Regions from separate parts of the Mus musculus genome. Here region 2 is linked to region 1. A link is a contact called in public HiChIP or PLAC-seq data. All regions are on one chromosome and are shown on one strand. The core of a region is the stretch at or near the end of the contact, and the rest is flanking DNA. Distances in the headings are between cores, read along the strand shown. Region 1 has its middle 17 kb from the start of Gm36859. Region 2 has its middle 6.2 kb from the start of Vapb.

The links. HiChIP or PLAC-seq counts read pairs in DNA pulled down with a chosen protein or histone mark.
Region 2: a contact with region 1 is called in a FOXA1 HiChIP or PLAC-seq map of pancreatic cancer cells. The contact joins two enhancer-like sites. A contact is called at or near these places in 1 of 115 datasets of contacts at active chromatin or transcription factors (pancreatic cancer cells) and 1 of 9 other capture datasets (liver).

What each region holds. Positions count from the first base shown.
Region 1 is chr2:173,304,807-173,312,192 of GRCm38.p6, forward strand. No RefSeq gene overlaps it. Among named protein-coding and RNA genes, the nearest start is that of Gm36859, 17 kb to the left of the region's middle. Within about 2 kb of position 2,960, at least 147 of the 459 cell types and tissues checked have an H3K27ac peak or open chromatin away from gene starts, as enhancers often do. A contact at or near this core is called in pancreatic cancer cells, where this site is marked.
Region 2 is chr2:173,727,642-173,735,027 of GRCm38.p6, forward strand. No RefSeq gene overlaps it. Among named protein-coding and RNA genes, the nearest start is that of Vapb, 6.2 kb to the right of the region's middle. Within about 2 kb of position 2,885, at least 110 of the 459 cell types and tissues checked have an H3K27ac peak or open chromatin away from gene starts, as enhancers often do. A contact at or near this core is called in pancreatic cancer cells, where this site is marked.

The DNA of each region.
Region 1 (7,386 bases), core at 1,710-4,209:
GGGACCTAGTCTCTATTAAAACAGTACAAACAAAACCAAGATACCCATAAGGGTTATATTTAACTTAATATATCTAAATTTCAACATGCGGTCAATATTTTGCAGGGACTGAGAGATGGTTCAGTGGCTAAGAGTTTGAACAGGCAGCACGCATAAGAAGCTGGGTGTGGCTGAGGGTGCCCACGACTCCAGTGCTGCTGGAAGACCAGCCAGTCAAAGGTTCTCCGAGTGAGGTCACCCTCCTGGGTGCTAGATTCTCGGTGGACAAGGAGGCCCGAGTCCTCCCCACAGAAAGACCAGCAGGCTTGCCTGTGAAGGATGTCGGCTCTAAGCCTGCTTTTCCTCACGCGTTTGGAATTTGAGGTAGGAAGCATGTGGGCCGGACTGCTCTTTGAAATCCCCGAAAGAAGACAAGGGCGTGTGCTTCCTTTCCTGCCCTGCCCTAGAAGTCCCGCAGGGATCACAGCAGACAGACCAGGGTCCCACGCTGTGCTGAGGAGGAACAGGCAGGGTCCTGACTTGATTCCTCTGCTAGCCTAGGTCATGCCCCAACCTGTCAGCTGCATTTTACACACGATGTCACAGCCACTGTCCCCTGACAAACTTTTGCTTTATGACAATCTAAAAACGTTTTTGTGTTGCACTAGAAGAAGTTTTGGGAGTGCTAGGGTTCAAACCAGTCATAGAGTGCTTGCCTAGCAGATATATGAAAGCGACTGGGTTCTACCCACAGCACCCCTAGGGTAACTGCAAAACATATAATATAAAGTATGGAGAATGGGACACACCTGTGTGGATTGTAATGATGTCATGCAGAAGGCAAATCTCTGCTTATTATATGAATATATTAACTCTTCAAGGTTTGACATCACTTCCTCTGCACCTTGTTCACCCAGCATTCCTGATTATTCCAAAGCAAATCGTGGATGAGGCATGGCTATATCCACCGGTATTTGCAAACTTCTAACTCTTCATCATTTCATTACAGGGAAAGCTGCCATTGGGAAAATGAGACACAGAACAATGTGGGGTGGTGCTGCCCACGCAGGCCAGGCTTGGACTCAGGACTCCTGGAGGATTCTGGGAGTGATGATAATGGAGTTGACACCCAGAGCTGCTCTCTGGGCAGTAGGGAAGAGTAAGAAGAGAAACTTTTTGTCTATGTGGCATGCAGTGGCTTGGTGCCACACCTGAGTGTCCCAAGGGGCTCACACCAGCCTGTCTGTTATCCAGTGTGCAGGCAATGGCGCCAAGGAGTGAGGCTTTGTATAGAACCGATAAAAGAGAATTTATTGACTAAGATAAGGGCCCTGTGTATCCAACATGGCTGTCTTTCAATAGAAACACTGAGAATCCTGTAGCCGTTTGGTCCACAAGGTTGGGTCTCAGCTGTTGCAGCCTGGTTGAGGAGTCGGGAAAATTATTGAAGAGTTGCTTGACTTCAGTTGGAATCCTGGAGAAACTGGATTTAGTGTTGGCTGCAGCAACAGGATCGATGGTCTTGCTAGCAAAGAGTGGGGGGCAAGCCGGACAAAAAGCAAAGCTTCTGTCTTCCGTGTCCTTTTCTGTGCGCAGCCACCAGAAGGTGTGACCCAGATTGGAATAGGTCTTCCTGCTTCAAATAATCTGATTTTAAAAGCGCCCCCCACGGGCATGCTTAACATCTTGGGGTTCAGCTAATTCCAGATGTGGTCAAGTTGACAACCAAGATGAGCCATCACAGGCTTTGAAGCCAGTGTACCAGTGGTCCAGACCCTGGTGTACCTCAGCCCGAGTGTGAACTAGAGCCTGCCACAACCCTAGGGCTCAGTTTCCTCACAGTAGGGTAAGAACACATGACACACTGTGAGGCTGAGACAAAATATTCAAAAGAAGTGCCAAGCACAGGGTGAACTTGCAGAAAACAGTAGCCTCGAGATTAATTAGTATTGCTTTTGAAATGTTGTATGTGTGTGTATACACATGTACATATGTGTATGTATATGTTTGGTTGAAGAGGACTTCTTGTAGCCAATACTGGCCTCAAAGTTGATATATAGCAGGGGATTTACCTTAAAATTCTGATCCTCCTGCCTCCACCTCCAGAGGGCTAGGGTTACAGGCATGTGACCTTGGGCCTCTAATCCTCTTGCCTCCACCTCCCACCTCTGGGGTTACAGGCCTGCTCTTGTGAGGTGCTGAGGAGAAAACCATGTCTTCTTGAGACTGGACAAGCACTTCATAGCCTCATTGCTGAAATGCTATCAGCAGCTAAGAGTGCCATCAATTGCTCCTAGTGTCCCTGAACAGCGCCGGCCCATTCTTCTCCCTCTACAGATCGCAGTGGGGTGGAATCTCCTAGTGTCCGAGCCTCAACCCATTTTTAGAAGACGCATTCAGGCTTCTGAGTCCTTGGAACTTTGAGCTCCATCTGGGGCTGTCAGGCACCCCTGAGCCCAGCCCACAACCCCATGACTCACCTCTGTTGTCTGGGGAAACCAATCAGCCCAGAAGACAGTCCCGACTCCCCCGGGATCCCCAGCTGCTGCTCCTGGCATGAACAGTGCCACCCGCCACCCCATGCCTGCCAGACACTTGGGCAGGGTGCCAGACCTGACTGCCAGTCCCGCCTGGATGGCAGCAGACAGCATCCCCCCCCCCGCCCCCCGTGTGTGTGTGTGTGTGTGTGTGAGTGTGTGTGTGTGTGTGTGTGTGTGTGTGTGTGTGTGTGTGTGTGTGTGTGTGTATGTGTGTACGCTTTTGCATGCAGCTTATTCTCCCTTCTCGGGGCTGGGTTGTTTTGCTCTGGGCTTCAAATTCATTTTTAGATTCCAGCCTCCTTCCTCCCCTCCATCTCCCGATTCTATTCTTAGAAAGGGAACGGGGCTATGCTTGGGCGTCGCAGTGAAGTAGACAGAAGTTTGCCCACGTGCTCCGGCCGCCTGAGATAGACTTAATTAAAAAAGAGACTTTGAGCGGCAGGTTCACTGGCCGGAAACGCAGCTGGCTGCGGAGGCTGCCACTGCCTGGGGTGCCCATGGCTAGAGACAGCTCAGCGGTGGATGCATGCTCTGGCTGCCCCGCCTCCCCCTCCCCCTCCCCGCCCCCCCACCCCCACCCCCCAGGGCCCAGGCGGGATGCTCCTGGAGTCCGCAGCCCGCCTGATGGGTTATTGGTTAAATATGAACTCTCCAAGCGTGTTGGCTGCTGAAAGATTTTTTCTTTTAATTAGATAAATAAATTTTAAAGGCTATGGGAGCAGGGCTTCCTCCAGAAACCAGAGCCAGCGAAATAAGCTTTGTCTGCTCAAAGGAAGCTGACCTTCCTCAAGACCAGTCTAGGATCTCTCCGGAGGAAAGGCAGGGAGAGGAGAGAAGAAGGGAGGAGGTGGCAGAGAGCAAGAGGAAGGAGAAGGGGGGTTGAGAGCCTCGGGGTCCCAGAGTGAGTGATTATCTGGAAAGAAAGGCAGCTAGTAAGAGGACCAGAACCTGAAGGAGGAACCAGACCAGTAGGTTAAAATCCTAGCTCCGTGCATCCCAGCTGTGTGACCTCAGGCAAGAGGCTTAACTTCTCTGAGCTTCTTTTGTCTTATGTACAAAACAATACGTTTTGTTTTTTAAGCTCCCACTTTAGCAGCCCCTGGACAAGACAGGAAATATTAATTAATCTAAGTTCATCGTGATAATAAAGGTCCCACTATAGAGAAAAGAGGAAACGGAAGGCAAGAGCTTTAGTATGTGGAAGAACAAGCCTGGAAGAGCGAGGCTGGCCAGCTGCATTGTGGGCTTTAAGTGGCCAAAGAGGTTCTGCCTGGACACTTGGGCACTCTGGGGTCACTGTGCCAAAAGAAACAGGAGCTGGAGTTATTCCTGGGCAGGCGTTTGGGCACCCAGACTCAGCTGGGCCCTGTCCATGTGACCCAGCCCAGGAGCCAGGTATGTGATTGAATGACTTTCCAGAAGATTCTTGCTCCGTGTCGGGTTTCTGATCCGTAGAACTGTTACGGAATGAAATAGCTGTTGGATGTTAGTACCCAGCAATAAATCGTAGAAGAAACAGGTGTGTTGGACAGCGTTATGTTGCTGTGACGAAACACCTGAGGCAAACACTTTAAAAGCAGGAAAGGTTTGTGTGGTTGGTAGTTTTCATTGAGGCCAGTCTCAGCTGCTCAGCTGTATTGGTTTGCCTCTGGGATGTCGTGGCACTCAGAGTGTGAACCAATATCCCCAAGGCCAGGCCCCTGAGTGGACTCACTTCCTGTTAGGCCCACTGTCCCCATCCCAGCAGCCCCACAGGCTGGAGGCCATGCTGTAGAGATAGATGATCTTAGGCAGGTTGGCATCCTCACCCAGGGGATAGCCTCCCTTTGATTTCCCAGGATAGTGATCCAGTCTTACTGATTATTAGAAATCACAGAGCCATTAGTATAATGTAAACAATCACTTTTAAGTTCACCATTCAGTAACTTTCCATGGCTCCACGTGTTTACACCCATGGTTATGCTCCATGTAACCACCGAATCTCACGGCTACACTTCCAGGACCCACCAGCTGCTTCCAAAATGGCTGGACTGTTTTATGTGCTTACCATGTGGAACCAAGTGCGGAACCAGTGTGAACCAAGGTCTTCGTGGTCTGGCCAGTCTTTACCGTCCATTTAAAAAGAATTCTAAGGCCAGGCAGTGGTGGCGCACGCCTGTAATCCCAGCACTTGGGAGGCAGAGGCAGGTGGATTTCTGAGTTCGAGGCCAGCCTGGTCTACAGAGTGAGTTCCAGGATAGCCAGAGCTGCACAGAGAAACCCTGTTTAAATAAATAAATAAATAAATAAATAAATAAATAAATAAATAAAAGAATTCTAGGCTGGGTCTTCCAGTACATACCTGTAAGCCCGGCACTCAGGAGCCAGGGCAAGAGGATCCTGAGGTCTTGCTGGGTAGCTAGCCCACCATTCTTGGCAAGCTGCAGGCCAGTGAGAGGCCTGTCTCAAAAGACAAGGTGACCTTTATTGTATCCTAGACGCATAGCTCTCACCCCTCATCAAGGAAAACTTCTCTTTGCAACACACAGACACCATTCCAGAAGCCCACAAGCAATCAAAATACAGAGCTGTGGAGCCCAATCCCAGCGGATATACCTACAACAGAACTCCCGCATGTAAGCCTCCGGGATACTTGCAGAAAAGAGGGTGAAAAGATCGCGAGAGCCCGAGTAACAGGGAGTTTGCCAGCACTAACAAGGCAGTGTGTCTCCTGGGAATGCCAGATGCTGAACCCTTGAAGTCTCACCAACATGGCTGTCTAGACATGACCTGAACAAGGAGAACACCACTAGACGTGTTCATGTGGGTCAGGGAAAGCCCAGGGTTCCTCAGCCCCACACAAGGACTAGAAGCAACTAAGGAAGCTGAGAGGAGGAGAACTAGTCTTTCCTCAGAGAAGGCACGCCAACAGGGTCTCCGGTACCAAACAGTCAGCTCCGAAAACATACATACAAGTAGCCGTATATGGACTGAGCAGGTTGTAATTATCATTTACAAAACACACATACACGCACACACATTATCCTCCACACATGCATACACACACACACACACTCAAACGTATCCACGCATACTAACACACACTAAGACACACATATACACATACTTACACACATGTACACAAATACATATACACTCAAATGGACACACATACACACTAACACACACACACATATATATACACACTCAAATACACACATGCACACTCAAACACACACACATACTGACACACATATACACATATACACTCATACTCACACACATACACACACATGCATACACTAACACACATACACACAAACGCACACATGCACACACAAACGCACACATGCACACTTATACACATGTACACATACATGCACACACACACATGTGTACCAACATTTACAGATAAAAATGCCTTGAATTTGACAGAGAATGAGAACAAAGGGAGGATCTATAGGAGGAATTGGAGGGTGGAAAGGGACAGGAGGAATGATATAATTATATTATAATCTCAAAAAATTATTTTTAAAAAAGCCACCCAAGGTGAACAATGCCTGAAATTTTCCTTCAGCCCAATACACACACACATACACACACACACACACACACACACACACACACACACACACACACGTACACGTGTGCCCGTGCACTTCTGGCCTATCTGGGGGTTCTGATCACATGGCTGAGTATCTTCTCACAGGCTTGCTGTCTGTCTATATTGATCCTGGTGTGTGTGTGTGTGTGTGTGTGTGTGTGTGTGTGTGTGTGTGGTCATGCTGGCTTGGCTCTGAAATGTCCCCCAAAGGCTCGTGTATTTGAACACTTGGTCTCCAGCTAGTGGACGGTTTGGGAGGTTGAGAAACCTCTGGGTCTGCAGCCTAGCTGAAGGAAGAGTGATGCACCAGGGGCAGGCCTTGAAGGCAACATTGCTTGTTGGTTCCCGCTCCAGTTCTCTGGGGTGCAGATACATTGCCATGGCTGCTCCCCAAGTCCCCAGAGCCTCACGTGGAGCTTCTCCAGGGTTTTCCCTACCACACAAACATCGCCCCACTTAAGCCGCATCTTGTAGGTGTTTTGTCAGGGTGACAGAAAAAGTGACTGAGACCGAATACAACCATGATAGAACGTTGAGTAGAAACAGCTTAAGGGGAAAGGATTTATTTTGTTTCAGGGTGTCTTCGTGTAGTCCCGCTCTGTCCTGCAGTTAAACACATCTTCAGTGGAGGGTACTACAAAGCAGGCTACTCACCTTAGGCAGCCAAGAAGCAGAGTGTGTGTGTGGGGGGGTGTGCGGGGGGGGGGGGGCTGGAGATAAGTGCAAAGCTCCAGCTCCAGGGACCTCTTCCCTGCACCAAGGCTCCAGCAGTGCCCGCAATGCTGTCAGATTACAGATCCACCAGCAAATCTAGCCATAGGTGAACTAGAATCCTGGTCAATAGATCCTCAAGCCCTGGCAGCTGGCCACCAATTAGCATTTAGGGCATCCCAGATTGAGACCCTAGTAGAACCTCTCGATTTTGTACCTGGGACTTCTGCAGGGTCTGATATGGTTCACCTAGCCCTCCATCTTCTGGAAGGCTCTTTACCTGGGTCTGCCTCCTGGGCTGGGTTAACCTGAGGAGGCCTGCACAGGAGCCTCAAGCAATTCCAGTCTCCTCATGGCACAGCCACCTCTGCATTACACGGCTCAGCTGTGGGGAGAACAGAGGTTGGCCAGGCCTTCTCTGGCACTTCTTCGGGATAAGGGTCTGAGTGATGAGCCCAGGACAGGGCTAAGCTAGAGGCAGTGTGTAGGTGTCTGCTGTGGAGGGAGAAGAGGGGCCTTGGAGGAAGGCAGCCGTCAGTGACTGATACTACCTACTTTTGCCAGAGGCTCCTT
Region 2 (7,386 bases), core at 1,635-4,134, 420 kb after region 1:
GCTGAGGTGACATTCTCAGAAATTCAAGGCTAGCCTCAGCCACACAGTTAGTCTGAAGCCAGCCTGAGCTATATAAGACTGTCTCGCAAAACCAGACATACATACATACATACATACATACATACATACTTATATACATACATCTGCATGTGTGTGAGAGATAGCAATTTTTAAAATCAAACATTCTAGCACAATACAATCCAAGCATATATTAATTTGACACTTACAGGCTGAGGAGTGACATTAGAATATATTAAATATTGTTTTTCCTAATCAAGCCATTCTCTTTCTACAAGAGCAGACAATTTTTTTTATGCATACAGTAAAAGCACTGAAACTTGTAACATTTCATAGTCTCAAATCTGAGGCACCATCTCAGGTTATGTGAGCAGCAGTGACCAGTGCCTTAGCTTGTGAAGAGCTAAACTGTGGGTGTCCCGCGCTCAGAACCAAGGCTGGAGTAAGGTCCCATGACAAAACACTTTGCATTCATTTTGCATCTGATTCTGAACTCAGGAATCCTTACTATTGCCAACATTTTCCTAAGGCCACTTTCAGCTACACGGCCCGAGGTGTAGAAACCAGGCTCTGTCTGGCCATTTATTTATTTGTATAGTTACAGATACAAGTCTATTTTCTTTTTTACTTTTGTTTTGTTTTTGAATCATTATTTGTTGATTTATTGACTGATAGGTGAGGTGGAGGTGGCAGGGTAGAGGTTGAAGACAGCTTACTCGACTCAGTTGTCTCCTTCCATCATGTAGGTCCCAGGATACAGGGTCAGAGGTCAAGGGTCAGACTCAGCCCATCAGACTTGGCATTGACTGCCATTTCCATATACATATATTCACATATATGTATATATTTGCATATATCTAATTTCTGACACAAGGTCTACTATGTAGCCCAGGCTGGCTTAATGCCCACAAAAGGCTATGTCTTTTTGCAGCTCCTGCTAAGCTCCGTAGCTATGTCATGTGATTTTGTTACTCAGACCCTCTAAGCTTTGGCCATTAGGATCTCCTTCAGCTGGCCTTTGTTCCCACTGTTTCAGCTTTGTCCTTGCTCCCCAGTCCTGTCTGTTATCTCAAGGCTTGTCTCCTATATTCCTTCCCTGGACCATGAGTCATTCTTTCTCTCCCAAGAACCTCCGTTGTCTTAGGGATGGAATGGTATAATGAACATGGGACTGAACCTCGGAACAAGAACACACATCTGTGTGAACAACGTCTGAGTTACTTTTCTACTGCTGTGATAAAACAGCATGGCTGGTGGGGGGGAGCAACTTATATGTTCTAGTTTGGCTTAATTTGTTTAATGTTTAGTTCGGCTTACAGGTTCAGAGGGTTAGAGTCCATGACAGTGAAGTAAAGGAACAGTTGAGAGTTCATATCTTGATCCACAACCATGAGGGAGAGAGGGAAGGAGAGAGAGAGAGAGAGAGAAGGGGGAAGAGAATGTTCTGAGTCTTTTGAAACCTCAAAGCCTGCCCCCAGTGATGTACCACTTCTAATAAGACCACACCCCCTAAGGTCATGCCCCCTAATCCTCCCCCAAACAGTTCTACCGACTATGGACCAAGTATTCAACCCTATGAGCCTATGAGGGGCATCGTCATTCAAACTATCACATCCCATTACCTGGACACCATAGGCTCCTAGCCATATCATAACGCAAAATGTACCTAGGCCAACTTCAAAAGTCCTGATAGTCTTCCACAGTCTCAACACAATTTACAAATCCAAAGTCTTTTCTGAACTTATCTGGGGGGAATCTTGAGGGCTCTCTCTCTCTTCTCTCAATCTCAGATCAGCCCCCTGCGTCCCCCCAATCCCCTTACGTGTTTCAACACAAGCTCTGGCTTTGGCCTTAAACTTCCTTCTGCTCCCTTTTTCTTCTCAACTGTACCTTTTGTATTTCCTTTCCTCCCACTTTCCTTCTCACTGGAGACCTGCCTAAGACAGATGATGACTAATAACAAAGCACAGAGACTTCTTAAGCCTGCCACTGTCTTCAGAAAAGATGCCAGGGGCTGCCAAGATAGTTCAGCCGTTAAGAACACATGCTTTTCTTGCCGAGAACCCAAGTTCAATTCCCGGCACTCATGTCAAGGGGCTCACGACCACCTGAGACTCCAACTTCAAAGGGATCTGATACCTCTGGCATCTGAGGATCCTTGCACTCATGTGCATAAAACCACGCTCGCTCGCTCACACACACACACACACACACACACACACACACCTAAAAATTACTTTAAAAATCAACAATAACAAAACAACCACCAAACTTGCAGTTGTTGTCCACAGTGCTTAATATTATCAACTTGACAGGCTCTGGAGTCACCTAGGAAACAAACCTCTGAGTACTCATGTGAAGGAGCTTCTAACGGGCCAAATGAGGTAGGACCCAGTCTTAGCATAGGTGAACCATTCTGTGGCCTGGGTGCCTGGAGTATATGAAAGGAGAGAGCAAGCATCATCACAAGAGAGAGTAAGGAATCTAAAGGAACTGTCATTTCAAAGCCATCATGAGTGGAGGTGGCTCGGGCACACAGAGGTAGCTTACCCCAAATTCCACACCCCAGTGTGTAAGCAGCTTCATGAGGTGGTTTTTTTTGTTGTTGTTGTTGTTTTTGTTTTTTTATATAGTTTTACAGAACAAAGAAAGGCATAGATCAGAGCAAGGCTAAAATACATTGCTGAGTCCATCAGGGAGGCAGGCACAGTGAGATGAGGGAAGATTTTTCTATAGGCTCATGGTGCCATCTGAAACACGCTTAGCTCTTCGATTGATGGAAACTAGCAGTCAGCTAGGTTACTAGATTCTAAACAGTCTTTACCTATGAGTCACAGGATGTTATTTCTGACACACACACAGAGAAGGAGTGGCTGTTCCAAAGGCCTAGAACTAGCCTGAGATAAAGCGGGTAGCCTTTGGACCTGCAACATTCCAATCTCCCCTCATTGCTGAGATTCTAATTAGCCCGTCAGTCTCTGCAGACACAGCTTCTATTCAGGAGCTTTCGCTCACACAAGCTGAGAACCAGCAATCATCCCTGGCTCCTCACCATGGAGACGATGAGACCAGCCCCTCACATTCCTGCTCAGTGTGATGGACGGCAGCAACGAGAGCCCACAAATGAGAGTCACCATCAGGCTTTTGCCAGTGCAAGAGAAAGAAGACAACCGGCTGTTGCTGAGGCTGTGAGGGAGGTTCGCGGCTGCTTAGCTACAGGGCAGTCAGTAATTGCAATGTCAGCTCCACCCCTATAATTCCAGGACTCAGGAGGCTGAGGCAGAGGAATGGAGAGCACAAACCAAGTTATATAGCAAGACACGCTCTCAGATTTTTTTAAAAAAATGTTTATCATGTTTAAAGAAAGGAAAGTGGGTGGGAGACAGGGAACTGGTATCTCTCTGTGGGTTTGCAACTGCCATTTCTTGTCAGGTAAGGCTCCCGACATGTCCCACCAGGACAGGTACTTAAGAAAGCCATCACAGCAGGAATGAGGAATGAGGGCACCGGGAAGACTTGCTGCTCGTGTCTGTCACTGTCAATTTAGCAATGGCCCTTTATCCAGCAGCATAGCGTCACAGTCTCCTGATGTTTCTTATAATCCCAGAAGTAACCTATTGTGTGGGGTTCCCCCTCTACATTGAAGCAGTTCCACCTGGGGGGAGAAGGCAGTCTGGTGGAATTCAGGAAACACACAAGGTTCAGAAGGCCCATAAACCTTACAACCCGCAGGAAGGTCAGAAAGGTGTAAGATTCGCAAGGCCCTAACGTTACAGATACCGAGGACCTGCTGAGCGAGAGGAGCTTTTTCAATGGGGCTGCCTAAAATCTGGACCGCTAGCTCCAGGGATGCAGCGTCCCTGGGTTGTTACTCATGCTGTGGTAGTCTTGAGCCATCCATGTAACCCCTCATCTCTGCTCCCGTGCGCAAACCCTCTAAACTACGTGCGTGGGTCACTGGATGAACTTGCAAGAAGAGAGTAGTAGAGTCATTTCTTTAGTATTTCTTTAGCCTTTTGTATGCTATTGGGGATGAATGGGTGTTGGTTCTCATCTTCCTAGGAAGAGTGGTGCATTATAGCCTCAGGGCATTCCTGTAGCAAGCAACAAGGCCCTAGCCAGACTTCTTTCTTGGGGCTCTGTCCACCTCCTTGAGGCTCCTCTGAGCTCTCTTTTAGGGTCTCAGACTCCTGTCTCTTTCACAGTCTCCCTTGGCCTAGGGATGGCAGTATCTCCTGGAGCTCCACCTTTGATTCCTCCAGATTCCTGTGTGGCTTTAGGAACAGGGCCTGGCTGAGCTGGACACCAACAGGGCTCCACACAGCTAATGAGAGCCAACCAAACACATCTACCGTCTACTTGGCTTGACTGACATTGACTGATGATGCTGCAGAGATCTTAACACTACAAATGGGAGTTATTCTGGCTCCTACGAAGCCAGTTTCCTATGAAACACCGGGTACCGATATCACTGCCAATTGCATGCCATAGTCATCTGCCACAGATGTGGAGAGCCCTGCAACTGCTGTGATGATGGAGCAATGAGGACTGGAGGACCTGGGGAGGGACAGCTATTCGGAGGCCATGGGGCAACTGTGGGAAGCAAATGGCAGGCGCCAGCTTTTGTACTCCCAGCTTAAATCACAGCCAGAGAAACAGGGGTTCCATAGAAAGGCAACCCTTTCAAACTCGATGAAAATCACACCCATGATCTAATAGGCTTGTAACAGGTCAACTGGACATTACCATCTATCAGAATCACAAGAGTATATGTGGCTGTCTACTCGTGTGGCTGAGAGATGATCAGGAGCACAAAGACACAGTCAGAAGCACAGATTTATGGACAGGAGCAGTGCTAATCAGGGATACAGTTGTATGGGCAGGAACACAGGTGCATAGTCAGGAACACAGGTGCACAAACAGGAACACAGGTGCACAAACAGGAACACAGGTGCACGAACAGGAACACAGGTGCGTAGACAGGAACACAGGTGCATGGCCAGGGGGTGCATGGTCAGGAGCACAGGTGCATAGTTAGGAGCACAAGCGCACTGAACAGAAACCTAGGTGCATTGTCAAGAATACAGGTGTGCAGTGAAGACGCACAGTCAGGAGCACAGGTGAACGGATAGCAGGAGCAGAGGCACACAGCTGTGAGCTCAGCTGCTCGGAACAGGAATATAGGTGCACGAGCAACAACACAGTCTCATGGCCAGAAGCACAGACCATGGGCAGAGAGTAGAGATGTAGAAGTCTGGTCACCAGGTCTAGGGATGCTTCTCAAGGTGGGACATTCCCCTGAGAAGGTGTCATCACAGCAGTGGTTCTGGAGTAATGAAGCAGGCACCCAGAGGACAATATCCTTCCCTTGTGCCCCTGCCTGCTCAGTGGGTCTGTTTACAAAGCGGCCTTTGTGGCAGGTAGCTCAGGTTCCGTATGACCTTCCTTTCTCTCAGACTGGTCTGGGTACTGTTATTGCTGAGTACCTAGAAAGCCAACACCAAAGCTATGTTATGCCATGCCTTAGGGGAGGGGGAGGAGAGTATGAAGTCTGTTACAAACCATGTGGCCAAGCAGATAGATAAAGGGACACAGCAGAGCTTGTGGGCGTGCAGTAAGTGACAAATGAAAAACTATCTGAGAGGGTTACCTGCAGTCGAAGGGACAACAAGCCACCAACAGAAAGGTCTAGAATTGTCTGCAATCTGGTCAGGGTGGAATCCAGAGGCCTGGGCTGGATGCTCTAGGATACTACCTAGCATTCAAGAGCCTCCTGTAACAAACAAACGAATGAATGAATGAAAGGGAAGGGAAGGGAAGGGAAGGGAAGGGAAGGGAAGGGAAGGGAAGGGAAGGGAAGGGAAGGGAAGCGAAGCAAAGCAAAGCAAAGCAAAGCAAAGCAAAGCAAAGCAGACCAAGCAAGCAAGCGTATGGACCTGAGGGTAGTGGTCTAAGACTATGATGTCTGCTCTCATGAGGCTGAGGCAGGTGGATCAAGAATTTGATGCAAACCTGGATTATGAAGTGGGATCTGGGCCAACTGAGGTACACAGCAAGACCAAGTCCAATCACAGTGATGACAGTGTGCTATCTTCAGAGTCATGAAGGCTGGCATAAAAAACTGGGACGTTTTACCTCTTCCCTCTCCCCCCCGCCCCCGTCCCTCCCTCACTTATTTACTCTATCAAATGCCAATAATAAATGTCTTATGCTGATACTTGTGACACTGTACCTAGATATGAGTACAAGAACTTTAGCATGGCCACATAGAAGTTTCCTGAACGACAGAAGGCACCTCAGTACATCCTAGCCTTGCTTTCCAGATTCTGCTAATGACGTCTGGACTCATTTTATAAGTTGCTATCGGGAAAACAACCTACAGTTTCAAAAACATCATAAATAAGAATGCCAACCGGAACTCCAGATGTTGAGAGTGAGGCGCTGAGGCTGAGGTGGCATTTGAAAGCGATATTGTCACACACGCTGCACAATGGATGAGCCCTGAGGGACCTCATGCTGTCAGCAGTGGTGGCAGGGAGACACAGGCCAGCACTGCTGCCAGCAGCCTGAAGAGCTTTCTCTCCCTCAGAGACCTCTGCTCAGGTAAAGCCATATGCTTGACAATGGCACTGAAAAGAATCTCAAGATGAGCCAAGCTAAAGGCAAAGTCAATAAGTTTATTAAGTATTTAGACAGAATCATAGGAAAAAGGCAGTGTACACTCGAGGCATGGGTGTGCGCTTCTCAAGAGAGTTCTCTTAGAAGGCCTGAAACTTGCTCTGTAGACCAAGAGGACCTTGAATGCAGGCTGGCATGCCCCCCCACCCCCACCCACATGTCTGGCAACACTTAGGTGGCTTCACAGTGGCTGTGTATGTGATCTGGTGGTTTTAAGTTGCATTCTTCAAAGGAAGCAATTTATTACAAGGTTTAGAGATTAATAGAGCTTGAAACTAAGTAAAAAGCCTTATTTGGATTGTGCTTTGCGTCAGTGATGCCCTAAGGGGCCATCTGAGGTGCACTGTTCCAATTAAGGGATGTGAGAGGGGTGCCCCTATGGTAGGACTCACTGTTGCTAGGTTTTTTTTTTTTTTTTTTAATCCTTGTCTGAGGTGCGTTCAGGGAAACACACATTAGCTCTCTGGCTAGCTTGGCTCATCCTGTGAAACAGAGTCCTTGCATAGAAGCTGTTTCTCCCAAAAATGATTGACTAGGCAGACATGCAGTAATGAGGAGAGGTGGGAAGGTTGTAGATCCAGAGCCAATCACCGAAGGCCATCTTATGCCTCCCGATAGCCATCTATTGTTCTCTTCTGCACCTGACCTAACATCTCTGTGACCACTGGTTAAGCCTTATGAACATATGAA